Linked DNA regions of Mus musculus: regions 1, 3, 4 and 5 are each linked to region 2. Evidence: chromatin contacts called from public HiCAR-type and promoter capture Hi-C data. All regions are on one chromosome and are shown on one strand. Each heading gives the region's core, a stretch centred on a gene start, on an enhancer-like site or on the middle of the called end of the contact. The rest is flanking DNA. Distances are from core to core; before and after follow the strand shown. Region 1 holds the start of Ginm1 (glycoprotein integral membrane 1). Region 2 holds the start of Stxbp5 (syntaxin binding protein 5 (tomosyn)). Region 3 holds the start of Katna1 (katanin p60 (ATPase-containing) subunit A1). Region 4 holds the start of Utrn (utrophin). Region 5 holds the start of Lats1 (large tumor suppressor).

Region 1 (2,700 bases), core at 161-2,660, 2.1 Mb after region 2:
AGGGCTTCTCAGTAACCTCCTGGCTGGGGTCCGGTCTCCTACTCTTCCCCAGCCAATATGCTCCAGCCCCTCCCTGAAGTTCAGTGCGATTAGGACAGAATTGTTTTCCAGCTGGCCTCACGACCTGAGTTGGATCCCCGTAAGCCACATGGCAGAAGCGGAGAACTGGCCCCCGGATGTTGTCCTCTCACGTCCACATGACACCTTGCTCCACAATAAATACAAGCTAAAGGGTTAGAAAAAGGGTTTGGAAAGGCGGCTCAGCGGTTAAGGCCCCTTATTGCTCTTACAAAGGACTGGGGTTTGATTCTCAGCACCCACATGGTGGTTTACAACTCATTTACATAAAATTTTAAAAATTAACAGGTTAAAGAAAGGTCTACACCTTCATTTCATAGGTTAGGAAAGTAATGGAGCAGAATGTGGAGACATGTGAACCGGGCTTCATTTGGTGGCATTTTCTCTCGACGCCAAAAGTACAGTGGGACATTTAAGGTAAGGGCCAGGTCCTCAGCCCTGACCCATGACAAATTATCACTTTCCCAGCTCTAGTGCAATCTAATCGAATCAGATACTTGGGGCTGTACGGAGGCCCAGTACTTCATAAACTTTTTAAAGTCTCACCTGGCCGGGCAGTGGTGGCGCACGCCTTTAATCCCAGCACGTGGGAGGCAGAGGCAGGTGGATTTCTGAGTTCGAGGCCAGCCTGCTCTACAAAGTGAGTTCCAGGACAGCCAGGGCTATACAGAGAAACCCTGTCTCGAAAAACAAAAACAAAACAAACAAACAAAAGTCTCACCTGTAGCCAGAGGTGGCAATTTATGAGTCAGTAGGAATGGTGGTGTTTGCCTGTAATCTCAACACTCAGGAGGCAGAGGCAGGAGAATTGTCACAAGTTGAATGTCAGCTTGGTGTAGATAGAGGGTTCTGGAGCTGCATAGTGAGAGCCAGTGAAAAAGCGGGTACCTCTCCAAGTGCTAAATTTTTATTTATCATTCCTGACATTTTATAAGACACTAGTTGTTTCATTTTTTTGTAAGTATATCGACATATTGATACTAATGAAAAAGTACCATCAAGGTTGAGGTGAGAGGGTGGCACACTTCTGTAATTCCAGCAGGATCAGTAAGTAGTTCAAAGCTAGCCTAGGCTACTGTTTCGAGATCCTGTTTCGAAAGAGAAAACAAAATCACACTCCAAAAGTAAAGGCTTCGTAAAGAATTGCACTTGTTTGGAGAAAACCCCTTTCTCATCTCAAACTCCCGGAGGACGCTCACAAAGTTGGCTCCGCCCATAGACGTCAAAGGCCTGCGCAGCCCCAGCAGCTCGGTCGACCCGCCCCATTTGGGAGGGGTCGGTCCCGCCCCCCAGCCCCTCCCCTCCCCTAGGCCCCGCCCCGCCCCGGACCGCCACGCCCTCACCTCCCGCCGCGCCGGGCCGGTGTTGTCCAAGATGGAGGGCGGCCTGTCGGCGCCGCTGTCCGTCCGGTTGTTGCTGTTCATAGCGCTGCCAGCCGCGGGATGGCTGACCACCAACGCGCCCAGGCCGCCGTCCACAGCCCCGCAGGTAGGGCTGGGCGTCCGCAACAAGCCGCTCCTCTGCCTGGACCTCCGGGAGCCCGGGCGGGGTGACGCTGCCCCCTCCCGCAGGTGGACAGCCGAGAGTGCGGGGCTGGACCGGGTCTGGCCGCCGGGAGAGAAAGGGGGGGCTTTCCCGGATGCCGGGTGGGGTGGGTCCCCCGAAAGGGAACGCAAGGAAGGCGTGCAGGCGTCCTTGAAAGTGTGGTCAAGACTGCGGCCATCGAACTTGAGTTTCCTAGCGCCTCTCGAATCGGTTCGGATCCTGCCAGGTTTTGCTGTCGAAAATGCGTGATCGCTAGTGACTTCGGTCGTTTGTAATGGCTCCTTCCTGGGTTAGCGCCCGGTCCTGGGCCCTGAAGATGTTTGTGTTGCCCAATTAGCAATTTTCCAGGCCACCTGTGTCTGCTCGGCCGCGACCAGGAGGGAGTGCCTTTCTTGGTCTCGGGGCCACTCGGGCTAGCGACTGAGGGAGGCTGAAGGTCTATCGCTTCCCGGATGGGCTTTTTATTGGATGTGTGTTTGTGTGTGTGTGTGTGTGTGTGTGTGTGTGTGTGTGTGTGTGGTCGTGGGGGTGGGGTGGGTGGGAGGAGCAGTCCTTTCCTGCGTGATGGGTCGGAGATGAGTTTCTTCAACATCCCAGGGGAACGAGATTCAACCGCTCTAAGGTCACAAGTCTTTCAGATTCCTGGCTTACTGTGAGAACCCTGCCATTGCAAAATGCCAGCCCATGATTTACTCTTGTTGCCACATTGGCCTTCTTCAGTATAGTAGGAGAAAGTTTAGAGATTATAAAATTCGAGTTTTCCCCAAATGACAAGAAACTTATGTGGTAGGAACACACTAAAGACAGAAGTGACTGTCATGATAAATGTCACTTTTTATGTTTAAAACTTTACTTGTTGTGTATATGTGGTGTTGGATCGGGAACTTACACCAATGGAGGTCACAGGATAACCTTGTGGATTCAGTGTTTCCCATGGTCCTGTTTTGCAACAAGTGCTTTTATAACTCTTGAGCCATCTCCAGCTCTTTATTCTGCTTATAATGTTTTAGAATTATGCTAGAACTCTTCTTTTGAATACAGAAATCACAAAGCAGTAGCAACAACCTTGCAACTCTC
Region 2 (2,808 bases), core at 260-2,759:
CATACGATTTTACATTTGGTTATGCGAGGTCGTTCCCTTGACACAGCAACCCATGTATTGAAGACAAGTATTGCGTTTTTAAGTTCTCTGTGCCCAATACAACGTGTTAAACTAGACAAAATGTATTTCAGGGAATTAAATAAACCAAAGGCTTAGAGGCAAATAGTTTAGGAACTTACAAATAGTTTAGGAAAGACTTTAAGTTTAGTTTATTACGTCATCCCCCTTTCGTGAATTAACTTCCTACTTCAACAAGTTTTAAACCGTAGAGCAAAGTTTTAAAAAGTTCCAACTGAAAGGCTTCTTCTTGGTGGACAGAACTTTTAGAGAACTACACTTCCCGAAATGCCCTGTGCGCCAAGCCTAATTGGTTTGTTTACTATTCTTGAAGGCTAGCTCCGTCTGCCCATAGGCCAATACTGTGAGGAGACTGTCCTGAACGAGAGAATGTAGCCAATAACGAAGCAAAGGGAGGTGCTTCTGATTTTGGTGCGGAACTAACAAATCCTAGTAGCATTGCTGTTCCCACCCCACCCTCGCGCCCCGGTAGGGGCGGGGTCTTTCTAAACCTAAGATTGGCTTCTTGCTGTACAACCCCCCCCCCCGCCCCCGGCTATAGAAGGTCTTCCAAGGATTCCCCCCTTCTGATTATCCAGCCCTATCACCTTTGCTTATAGAATGCACTGGCCAGAAGGATTGCTCTCTCCGCCCTCAGCACCAATTTCTCTCCACTGATGGAAACTTGAACCACTCATCTGTCTCTTAGCACTCTGGGAGACATGCAGGAACATTGGCGGTCAGATCTGAGAAAAAACTTCACCTCCTTCTCCCGCCGGATGATCTCAGAGAGACTCCAGGGGGCTGTCGATTGGTTAATTAAACTGGCAGGTAGACGGGACTTTGTAACAAGGAGTGGCGGGGAGTGCTGTCTGCCACCCACCCTGCCTGCCAAATGGATTCAGGATGATGGGTGACCAAGGTGAGATCGCTGGAGTTCTTCCCCTTAGGGGGCCGACCCCAGTCTTTCCTCCACCCGCCAGCCTCGTTTTACCTCCAGCAACACCTTCATGAAGGAGGCTGGGCTTCTCTCCCTTTGGGTGTCTCTTAGTTGTCATCTTGCCACTGACTTAATCGTTGCCTGGATGTTCCATTGCGAGCCCAGATACAAGCAAACCCGAAACCACACTGCGGGAGCTGTGAGTGACAGGGCTGGAGGCGCGGGCCACTGAGCCCGCGGGTCCGCCAGCTGCTGCCCCTGGTCCTCGGCGGAGGATGATTTAAGCCGCCGGCCGGGGGCGGGGGCGGCGGCGCGCATGCGCACCGGGCAGCTCGCTCCGCGGAGGCCCAGCTGCCGCCACCGCCGCGGCCGGCGCTGGAACCGCGGCTCGCCGCCTGCTCTACCGAGCGTTGAGGGCCAGGGTCCGAGGCTCACGGGAGGCGACAGCGAGCATCCGGGGAGAGAGCGACAGGCGGCGCGGAGACCGGCCCCGGGTGCCCGGGCCATGCGGGCCGGGCGGCTGCGCTGAACGGAGGCCGAGCCCGGGACCTGCCGGGGGACTGCCGGGCTGCGGGCCATGGATGCGGCGGCAGCGGCGCGGGACGGCGGGAGCCCGGCCGCGACCAGGTGAGGAGGCGGCGTCCGGCGCCACTGCAGCCGCGGCGGCCTCGGAGGAAGAAGGCTCGCCGCCGCGCGCCCGCCCGCCCGTCGTCGCAGCCCTTCCTGTTGGGATTATCTTCTGCTCCCCGCTGCTCCTTCGCTCCCCGCGGTCGAAGCCGCCGCTCGGCTTCAGCGGCTCGGACTCCTTCGCAGCCGGTGCCTCCTCCCCTACCTGGGCCTCGCAGCGGGGAGACCCTTGGGCGAGACCATGAGGAAATTCAACATCAGGAAGGTGCTGGACGGCCTGACCGCAGGCTCGTCCTCGGCCTCGCAACAGCAGCAACAGCAGCAGCACCCGCCTGGGAACCGGGAGCCGGAGATCCAGGAGACGCTCCAGTCCGAACACTTCCAACTCTGCAAGGTGAAGGGAGCGGGGAGCGCGCAGCCCGGCCAAGCTGTCGTGGGAAGATTGGGGTCGTTTGAGGGGGCCGCTGGGCAGCACCTGGGAGCGCGAGGGCAGAGCGCGCCAATGGAGCTCAGCGCTCCAAGAAGGCGCCCCCCACCCTTGACAGACGTGCCTTGCTGGGGGATTTGGACAGAGATCCCCTACTTCTTATAAGTCGGTGTCTTTTTCCCTTTCATAAAAAGCAATCATTTCAAGGCAACCCAACCCTTGCCTTTAATCCCCATCTAGATGCTAGTAACAGTGGCCTAGAAATACTTTTTATATTCGCGCATATTTTATTATCTTCCACTGACGTCGAAATTTTCCAGCAGTGTGTGATGAACGTCGTCTGTGGGCAAGGCAAACCTGTTCAACCAGGTTTTTTATTTTTTATTATTATTTTTTTTCGCATCACTTTTTCCTTAGAATGCGTGCGAGCGGCTCACCACCTGAAGTCACAGGATTCTTTTTAGCCTGTTTGGTTAAAAACTTAGCGCGGAGGGTTTTGTCAGTGAATTGGCACGATGATTGCCACAAGGTCTTGTATGTAATTCAGAAAGAATGATGCAGCGGATTAATTCCCAGCTGCTAGGTGAGAAAGGCATATGAGCCTCCCTATCCAGAATCGCCTGCTTCCTAGATAGCCATTAGGTCCTTCCTACAGCGGTGATTTAAAAGCCTACGTACAATTCGGTTCTTATGTCCTAAAATTATTCCGGACGTAATACAAAATTACAAGATTATTTTTCGCACCCATTTTCATCGT
Region 3 (2,912 bases), core at 203-2,702, 2.2 Mb after region 2:
GAAAAGAAAAGAAAAGAAAAGAAAAGAGAAAAGAAAGGCAGGCAGGCATCACTGTTCTCTTGGGAGCTAATTACATAAAAAGTACTAATGATTACTAAATAAAAGCTTGAACTGGGGGAAGTGTAGCCGCCTGTAATCCCAGTACCAGGCAGAAGCAAGAGTTTCAGAAGTTCAGGCCAGTTTAGGCTACAAAGGACACTGTCTATAAATAAATAAACAAATAAGGGCTGGCAACAGTTACAAGCCTAGCCTACACGCAGTACAAGGCAGAGGCAAAAGGATCCGGAGTTAAGGACCAGCTCTGGCTACAAGAGACACTGAAGAAAGAGGAGAGGGAGAGGAGAGAGAAGAAGAGAAAGAGAAAGAGAAAGAGAAAGAGAAAGAGAAAGAGAAAGAGAGAGAGAGAGAGAGAGAGAGAGAGAGAGAGAGAGAGAGAGAGAGAAAGAGAAAGAGAAGAAAGAGAAAGAGAAAGAGAGGAAAGGAAAGAAAAGAAAGAGGAGAGGAGGGGGAGGGGAGGGGGAGGGAGAGAGGAGAGGGAGAGGAGAGGGAGAAGAGAGGGAGAAGAGAGGGAGAAGAAAAGAGAAGAGAAAAAAGAGAAAGAAGAAAGGAAAGGAAAGAAAGAAAGACAAGTTTTCGTTTGTATGCCACTGAACCCACATACTGAATGAAACAAATGCTTCCTGGGATAAATTTTCTCCACAGCGCCAAATCAAAAAAGCCAAAAGCTTTCATGAGAACACTAGGCTCTCAGATTAAGAAACTAACCCCAAGAGTGGCGTGGTTGCACACACCTTTAATCCCAGCGCCAGGAGGTAAAGGAAGGCTAGTCGGGTCTACAGAGCGAGATCCAGAACAGCCAGGGAGAGAGAGAAAGAACGTCAATATTATCACCTTTAAAAGCAACAAAAACAAAACAACAAACGCCGGTGAGGGGGCTCAGCAGGTAGAGGCATTTGCCCAGCATGCCGGGCTACCCGAGTTCAACTCTGGGACCCTCGTAAAGGCGGATGGAGGGAAGCGACCCCAGAGAGTTGTCCTCTGACCTCCACTCACGCGCCCACATCTACACCATACTCAACAATAGCAATAAATCTAAAACTAAAAACAAAGGCCAACACAAAGGAGAAACAACAGAAAGAAGTAAGCCACCAGAAAGCAGTACAACTCCAACCTAACAAACTGTACGAAAAGAAGCTGAACCCCAACCTCCAGGCTCTGGGGATTTTACAAGGCGGAAGTTTCGGGATGGGGGCGTGAAAGCTTCGAACGCGTTCCCTGGTCGGGTGTCGCGGGGGCGGAACAGGGAGCCTGGAGGCCCGAGCACTCACCTAGCGCAGCCCAGGCTACCCGCCGCAGCTCCGGGTCGGGACCAAGTTGAAATGAAACCGGGAAAGCCCCTCTTAAAAGGATAGTTCCCGCACCGGCGGGGACACGCCCCGGAAGTGCGTGCTCTACGGGCGTGCGCGCGCAGGCGGAACCTGCGGAGGGGCGTGGCCGAGCTCGGGGTGCTTCTGCGCACTGTGCGCCGCGGCTAGGAAATGGGAGTAGGCGTGGGGAAGGAAAGTAGGCGGGGCGAAGGACTTGGCAATACCCCGCCTACTTCAGTACTTACTCTGTGGACCATTATCTCTTCCCAGGGCTTCTTCACTCTGCCTTAGCAGGAGATTTACACTAAGCTGCTCTGAGGTTAGGAGGTCAGGGGCTCTCTTACAGGTGAGTGTCAGTGCTCAAGCAATTCGTTTATGACAAATCTTGCTTTAGAGCCCGGTACTTAGGATTATGAAGCCTGGGACCCATGTGTCAGGGTAACGCGAATACTCTCAAGACATGCTAAGGGGTGAGATTTTATTTCCAATTCCAGGTGATCCATCACCCTCTTCCTATATCACAAAACACAGGGCACAAACTGGTACACATACATGCATGCAGGCAAGCCACTGCATATATGAAATAATGTTTTACAGGGTTTAAAGTCTTCTAAATTTTTCACCAAAAATAGAAAATATATTTTCTGCTCTAGTAGATGTGAACGTTAGTGTCACAGAGCACAGAAAACTATAATCAGCACATCAGCAAGAATAAAAAAGACCACTTAGAGAGATATAGATCAATTACTCCAAGAGATGGATTTATAATCTATACAAATGCAAAGGCCTGTTAATTTATAAAACCGGATTATAATTTAAAAGCTTCTCAAAGGTGCAAAATGAATGTATATGGTATACTTAAATATATAGGAAATCCTAGAACCTACAGGATGAATCTGTAGTAACTAATCAGAAGTATCCGGGTGGGAGTTAGTTAGGAGTTGGGAATGATGTTCTGTAGTGGAGATGTCTTCCCAGGTGTACAGTTTTACACATGAAATGAAAGTTGTAATTTGAGTTTATGTAAATTATACCTCAGTGATGTTTTGTTGTTGTTTTTTCCTTGGATATTTTCTTTTCTTTTAAGAATTATTTATTATATGTATATGAGTACACTGTAACTGTCTTCTGACACACCAGAAGAGAGCATCAGATCCCATTACAGGTGGTTGTGAGCCACCATGTGGTTGCTGGGAATTGAACTCAAGGTCTCTGGAAGAGCAGTCGGTGCTCTTAACCGCTGAGCCATCCAGATATTTTCTTTACTTACAATTCAAATGTTATCCCCTTTCCCACCCTGGCCCCCAGGAAACCCCCTATCCCATCCTCCCTCCCCCTGCTTCTATGAGGATGTTCCTCCACCCATCCACCTACTCCCACATACCTGTTTGTTGCTGTTTCAAGACAAAGTCTCACTCTATAACCTCTCCTAGCCTGGAACTTATCACATACCCCAGGTTGACCTCAGACTCATAGTTTCTCTGCTCTTAAGAGTCCCCATTACAGCCATGGGCTTCTGTGCCTGGCGTCAGTGAAAATGTTTGA
Region 4 (2,880 bases), core at 36-2,535, 3.0 Mb before region 2:
CTTGCTTCCCTCTTTTATTTTTATAAAATTCGAGGGATTGAAGTCAGGTTCCCATGATTGTGCAGTAGGCTCTTTACCCACAGACCCATCTCCTAATTCCCTAGGCCTTTTGTTTTGATAGCCTCTTCCAATTTGTGTGCCCATGATAAGCCTCATGATTGATTCTCCGACAGACAGAGATACTCAACAGAGGGTGCGCTGTGATTCCATTTATCACCTGAGGCCCCATTGATGCTTTTGTAAAGTCTGGTCAAGCGTGGGATTATTTTTCTCTAACGCAGTAGCATGAAACAATTTCAGATGCAGAGAAGAGCTGAAATGTTTCCATTCGACATCTCCTTTCTCACGGCCTAAGTTCTTTAATGAGAGCACTGCTCTAATGTACTGTAGTCCTTGGTGCTTCCTGAGTTACTCTGGTCTACTGACAAGCCATGGTGTGAACGGGCTTATGTCACCTCTCTGATTGTCCTTCTCCTCAGACAGGTATCCAAGCCTCTCTAGGAATCTCTGGCCCCAGCTTTCTTCCTCGGCTGTGTGACGTGCTTCCCAAAAGCAGGACTTAGCCCCCTGCCTCCCAGTTCTCAGCGGCGCTAATATTTCACATACCAAGCTCTTCTCTTTTCTACTTGCCCTGTAGCTAGTGAACTTCTTCCTCTCCTTGAAGGATAGACCCAAATGTCATTGCTTAGGAAGGCCTTCTCAGTGGCCCTGGGCAGGTGTGACTCGTCCACTTTATGACTTTATGACTTTATCTTTCTCTTCCGGACTGCTGTCAGTCATCAGGGTTGTAATGAGGTCATTGATTATAGAGTGAATTTCATTTTATCCGTGAAGCTCGGTGTCCATAAGCCTCACTCACGTGGAAGAGGCTGTGCTAAATAAAGCCTCATGTGGATGTGCTCAGGAAGCCACTCCGTAACTGTGTCTTAGACTATATGTGGCTGGAGATGGCTTAGCAGTTAAGTACTTGACACCCCACCTCAGTATCCGTGCAGATGCCCGGCACATTTGGCAGCCTGTTTGTAATCCCAGCACGTGGGATGTGAGTTCAGGGGAACCCTGGGGTTCAAACAGAGACCCTGCTTTAACATAAAAGGTAGAGAGCAGCAGTTGAGGCAGACACCCAAGTGTCAGCCTCTGACCTCCACGTGCACATGCACACATGTACATGCACACCCACCCCTTTCACATGTGCACACACAGACCTGTGCCAGAAGCAAAGGAAAAAACAAATAAGGAATATGTTTCTGTATTTCTACTCAATACTTTCTCTTTTCCTGTTAGGTATTCATGCTAGCCTGGACCATTTTTCAGATTTAGCCTTCAGAAGAGGATCTGGGAAAGCCTTTGGATTATACTGAAACTCATTCAAGATGGCCAAGTATGGGGACCTTGAAGCCAGGCCTGATGATGGGCAGAACGAATTCAGTGACATCATTAAGTCCAGATCTGGTGAGTAATGGATGCATCACTGTGGAGCCCTCTGTATAGACTGTGTTGAAGACAGAGATTTCTTAGCTTGTTGTGCATTGTTCTTGTTAAGTAAACTTCTGAGAAACTGAATTCTGAGCCGTGAGTGACTATTGCTCTGTGAAAGGCAATCTCCAGTCTCTGTGTGGCCTATCTTACACTCCCAGCTTGCCTTTGTTACATTGTGTGTGCAGTAGTTTTACTGGGAGAAACTCCTGCCTACAGCATAACTGATGCTGCGCAGTTATGATGTCAATAAGATAGACAAGCTTAGTCTAACATTTACCCTTATTACCTGAAAACGGAAAGGAATCACATGCTTAGAGTAGCGAATACCATAGTTTCTGGTGGAAAGATCATTTTGTGGTGGGATTCCTTAACCTTTTGCCCACCTGCTAATTGCTGTTGGATGCTAACACTGGCATGTGACCTTCTCTTTCCTTTTAGAAATGTTAGTTTCTAAAGATACAGTCTTCCCCAGTGTGATCAAATCAGCCAGACTAAGACCGACGAATGACTTTCATGTGAACATTCGGATTGGAGGTCTTTGGATGCCACCCCACCCCCAGCTTATTATATAACCACTGCTTTTCAATTCTGGCTCTCCAAATGAATCAACTGGGAGTTTTTTTACAAATGCAGATGTGTTGGCTCTGCTCCAAACCCACTGAATGAAAATTTCTGTATTTTTAAAAGAGCTTCAAACATGGTTCCGAGACAGGCTCAAAGGGGAGATATTTTTGAGCAAGCATGGCCTTTTTAAGCTGGGAAAATTATATAGAGTTCTCACCTGGGTGTGAGCATTGTCCTTTTGTAACTCCAGCATTATAAACATTCCTTCGTGTCACTCTTCAACAACAACAACAACAACAACAACATTGAATAGAACTCAAAGGTGATATTTCCTGTTGGAAATGTCTGTGTGTTATGGTAAGAGTTCATTTCTTAGTCGAAACTGCTAAAATACGTGCAGGAAATGAGATCTCAGTAGGATATGCATTGCCCTTCGTGATGCTGGTTGTGCTTGGTCTGTGAAACGTCTGGATGTTACAGATAAGGCTGTGACTATGCAGTGGTTTTTGTAGCTTTAAGGACTCTTTGGGAAGTGCGTCGGCATGTTGTGTGGTGTATTCACTGTGATCTCCTAAATGTCATTTTAGGGGTACAGAATTCATATGTAGAGATGTGGAAAGTGACAGGAAAGTGGAAGAGAGACAGCTAGATGTCTCTGTACGTCTCAGAGTCTATAACTTGTGAGGCCAGGTGATCCTTCGCATCGTCCCGAATCAACCTTTATTACAGAAGACCTTGGATTCTGGGGTAGGAAGGTGGCTGCGTGGGTAAATGCTGTCGAAGCCTAGTGATCCGCGCTCAGCTCTCGGGACCCCAGTAAAGAAAGGGAGAGGAGAG
Region 5 (2,700 bases), core at 191-2,690, 2.2 Mb after region 2:
ACAGCCTATAAGAGAAACACAGATTCCTCGCCTGCCTGCCTGTCTGCCTGCCTGCCTGCCTTGGAGAATCACCTCAACCATATTACCTACCTGACTACTCACTAGGTAAGAGAAAACTTTAGTTAAGGTAATAAAAACTAAAGATATCTTAGAAGAGAGTCATACCTCATGGAGAAAATTTGATTTTAAAGGACTAAAAACCTTAACATTAGCGGGGCATGGTGGCTCACAGCCCAACCCCAGAGGCGGGCAGATCTTTTTGAGTTCCAGGTCAGCATGGTCTACATATTGAGTCCCAGGCTAAGGAATACATTGTGAGACCCTGTCTTAAGAAAAGTATAATAACCTTCAATAAATAATCCATAAACTTCTGACAACCTTCATGCCAGGCATTTGGGCTAATTTCCAAACCTTGAGTGATACCATATTGTGTGAGACTGTACTTACTGCTCATCTGACTTGTAACTTCTAGTGAATACACATATTTTAAAAAGTCATATTTACAAATGGAGACAAATATTTTAACCTCGTTCCCTTAGAAAAGTGATTTTCCAACTGCATTAGTGGGAGAATTGGGATAAGTCATCGGAGAGTTATTCTTTCCTTCGCTTCGACTTTTTTCCCCAGGTACAATAAACAATCTTCCCTTACTGTCTTTCCTTCGTTTTCCAGTACTTAAAAAGCACCCGAACAAGTGACACGTCTCTCCCACCCCCTGCCACTAAGCGGTGAGCTAACAAATTGCAGCGAGCTGGAGAGGTTCCCAGGACTGCTTCAAAGGTGGACCCCGACGGGAGGCCCGCTGCGAGGCCAAAGAAGTGAGGCCGGTTTGGTGCAACCTTGCGTGAAAAAAACCACCTTTCGCTCCTCTCCCCTCTAAAGCGGGGAGGGGTGGCTGTCGTCCCGAGCCCCCGCCCGCTCTTCCCAGGCCAGCTCGCACCTCGGAGGCCTCAGTGCCCCCGGGCTCTCCCTGCGGCGCCGGGTGCGGCCAACCTCCGCTTCCCCAGGGCAGGGCTCGGCTCCGGTCAGCGCAATCAGCCCCAGTCAGGCCCAGACCCGGCCGGCTCAGCCCGCCTGGCCACCGCGGCCCCTGGACCCCCGCCAGCGGGGATGGGCGTGGGCCCGGCCGGCCACCGCCCCGCCGACAGGGACTCCCGAGGAGCGCGAGCCCCACCCGCGGCGCCGGCTCCGGACCTACCTGCAGGGGACGGTGAGGCTTCTGGACAGCCGCTGCGGGCCCGAGGGCCGGCGCCGCGGCGGCCCGGAGCCCGTCCCCCAGGGCCCCTAGCGTCGCTCCGGGTTCGGGATGGGGCAGGGCGGGGACACACGCCGGGGGGCTGCGGCCGGCCAGCGCGGCCCGACGCGGGGTCGCGAGGACCTGGCTCTCCCCTCAGCACCAGGCCATCGCTGCCGCCGCCATTTTGCCTTCCACTCCGTGTCGCCGCCGCCGCCGTCCGCCGCGGGTTTCCCGGATGTGGGCATTTCCCGGCGTCGCTTGCGCGGGGGCCGAGGACTGGGGGCTTCAGGCCGCCCCGCTGGGCCCCGGAGCTAGCGCTCCGTTTGTGGCCTCCCGACCGAGACTCGCTCGCCCGCTTCCCCGAGCCGGGGTGAGTGTGGCCCAGAGAGTGGAGTCTGTACCACCACGTTCTGGCTCCGCACGGAGACGCGGGCGCGTCGCGGCGAGCGTGGGTCGCACCAGGAAAGGGCGGTGAACGGCGCTCCGAGACCGCGGACGTCACGAGGCAAGATGTCTAGAGCTTGAATAAAACTCGAGTCTTCCAGAGCTGGGAGCGAATGTGGTTTTGGAACTAGCCAGATGGAGTGTTCTTGAAACTGGACCTGTGGATTTGCAGAGTTCGGTCCAGCGGATCTGCAGGAGAGGTCATTGTAGCCATAACGAGTAACGGGGCCGCTGTCAGAAGTTCTGTTTCTCTTGAAATTGAATCTGCTGTTCGGGATGCATCACTGACTTTGGTCTTTTAATGCATTGTTCTCTTTTGCGGGGGATTAGGTCCACGTAGAGGATCTCTAGGCCGCAGCGTGTGTGCCAAAACTCCCATTCTCCTACCCCACTCCACCTTTCCTAGTGCTGAGAATCTAAATGGTGCCAACCAACACTGGGCTGTCTATCACCTGTAAATATGAACACAGTCCCCAGTTTTGCTGGTAGGTAATACATGCAATTATTTTTTTTTTCAGATACTCTATTTTGTGTTAGACCAAAAAAGTAAAAACGTTGACATCCCAGTGTAACCAGGAATTGAACCATGCTATGCCAGTGCTCTACCACTGAGCTATATCCTCAGAACATTTTATAGTTTTCATTGAGACTGGGCCTCACTGTTATCCGGACTGGCTTTGAACTTGTGATCCTTCAGCCTCAGTCTTAAAGGTAGCTGAGATAACAAGCCTGCTCCATGAAGCCCAGTTCTGCTTTTTTCTGAGGTACTGTATCCAAAAGTTCAACTATGAAAACCTCAGATGGTCAAATTTAGATGACAAGGGAATATTTTAATGTAGTCGCTGCCACTGCTTTAGCTCTGTCGTCATAGTAAAAATCCCTAATGTGGCTTCAGCCCCACTATGCTGTTGGGATCGTCCTACAAATCAAGGTCCCTACCTTGTGCTTTGGTAGGTAGGTACAATTTTAAGACGTGTAATTCAATGGACTATGTCTGCTAATTTGAACCATTAAAAATA

What was found. Promoter capture Hi-C pulls out the DNA fragments that hold promoters and counts their contacts. HiCAR-type assays count read pairs that join an accessible place to other places.
Region 1: a promoter capture Hi-C map of liver shows a contact between it and region 2, with 2.8 times the contacts expected there. The contact joins the promoter of Ginm1 here to the promoter of Stxbp5 in region 2. A contact is called at or near these places in 1 of 39 promoter capture datasets (liver) and 1 of 115 datasets of contacts at active chromatin or transcription factors (astrocytes).
Region 3: a HiCAR-type map of astrocytes shows a contact between it and region 2, with 5 times the contacts expected there. The contact joins the promoter of Katna1 here to the promoter of Stxbp5 in region 2. A contact is called at or near these places in 2 of 39 promoter capture datasets (erythroid cells and pre-B cells) and 1 of 115 datasets of contacts at active chromatin or transcription factors (astrocytes).
Region 4: a HiCAR-type map of astrocytes shows a contact between it and region 2, with 4 times the contacts expected there. The contact joins the promoter of Utrn here to the promoter of Stxbp5 in region 2. A contact is called at or near these places in 1 of 39 promoter capture datasets (pre-B cells) and 1 of 115 datasets of contacts at active chromatin or transcription factors (astrocytes).
Region 5: a HiCAR-type map of astrocytes shows a contact between it and region 2, with 4 times the contacts expected there. The contact joins the promoter of Lats1 here to the promoter of Stxbp5 in region 2.

The regions. Positions count from the first base shown.
Region 1 is chr10:7,779,627-7,782,326 of GRCm38.p6, reverse strand. It overlaps Ginm1 (glycoprotein integral membrane 1), which reads left to right and starts at 1,410. Exons shown (of 8, transcript NM_001346750.1): 1 at 1,410-1,566. The coding sequence starts at 1,453.
Region 2 is chr10:9,899,741-9,902,548 of GRCm38.p6, reverse strand. It overlaps Stxbp5 (syntaxin binding protein 5 (tomosyn)), which reads left to right and starts at 1,509. Exons shown (of 26, transcript NM_001081344.2): 1 at 1,509-2,018. The coding sequence starts at 1,866. It overlaps Gm46210 (a long non-coding RNA gene), which reads right to left and starts at 1,236. Exons shown (of 3, transcript XR_001779713.1): 1 at 1,052-1,236.
Region 3 is chr10:7,724,540-7,727,451 of GRCm38.p6, reverse strand. It overlaps Katna1 (katanin p60 (ATPase-containing) subunit A1), which reads right to left and starts at 1,452. Exons shown (of 11, transcript NM_011835.2): 1 at 1,329-1,452.
Region 4 is chr10:12,860,140-12,863,019 of GRCm38.p6, reverse strand. It overlaps Utrn (utrophin), which reads left to right and starts at 1,285. Exons shown (of 74, transcript NM_011682.4): 1 at 1,285-1,452. The coding sequence starts at 1,374.
Region 5 is chr10:7,679,949-7,682,648 of GRCm38.p6, reverse strand. Lats1 (large tumor suppressor) reads right to left here and starts at 1,440. Exons shown (of 8, transcript NM_010690.1): 1 at 1,199-1,440. It also overlaps a transcript of Pcmt1 not described here.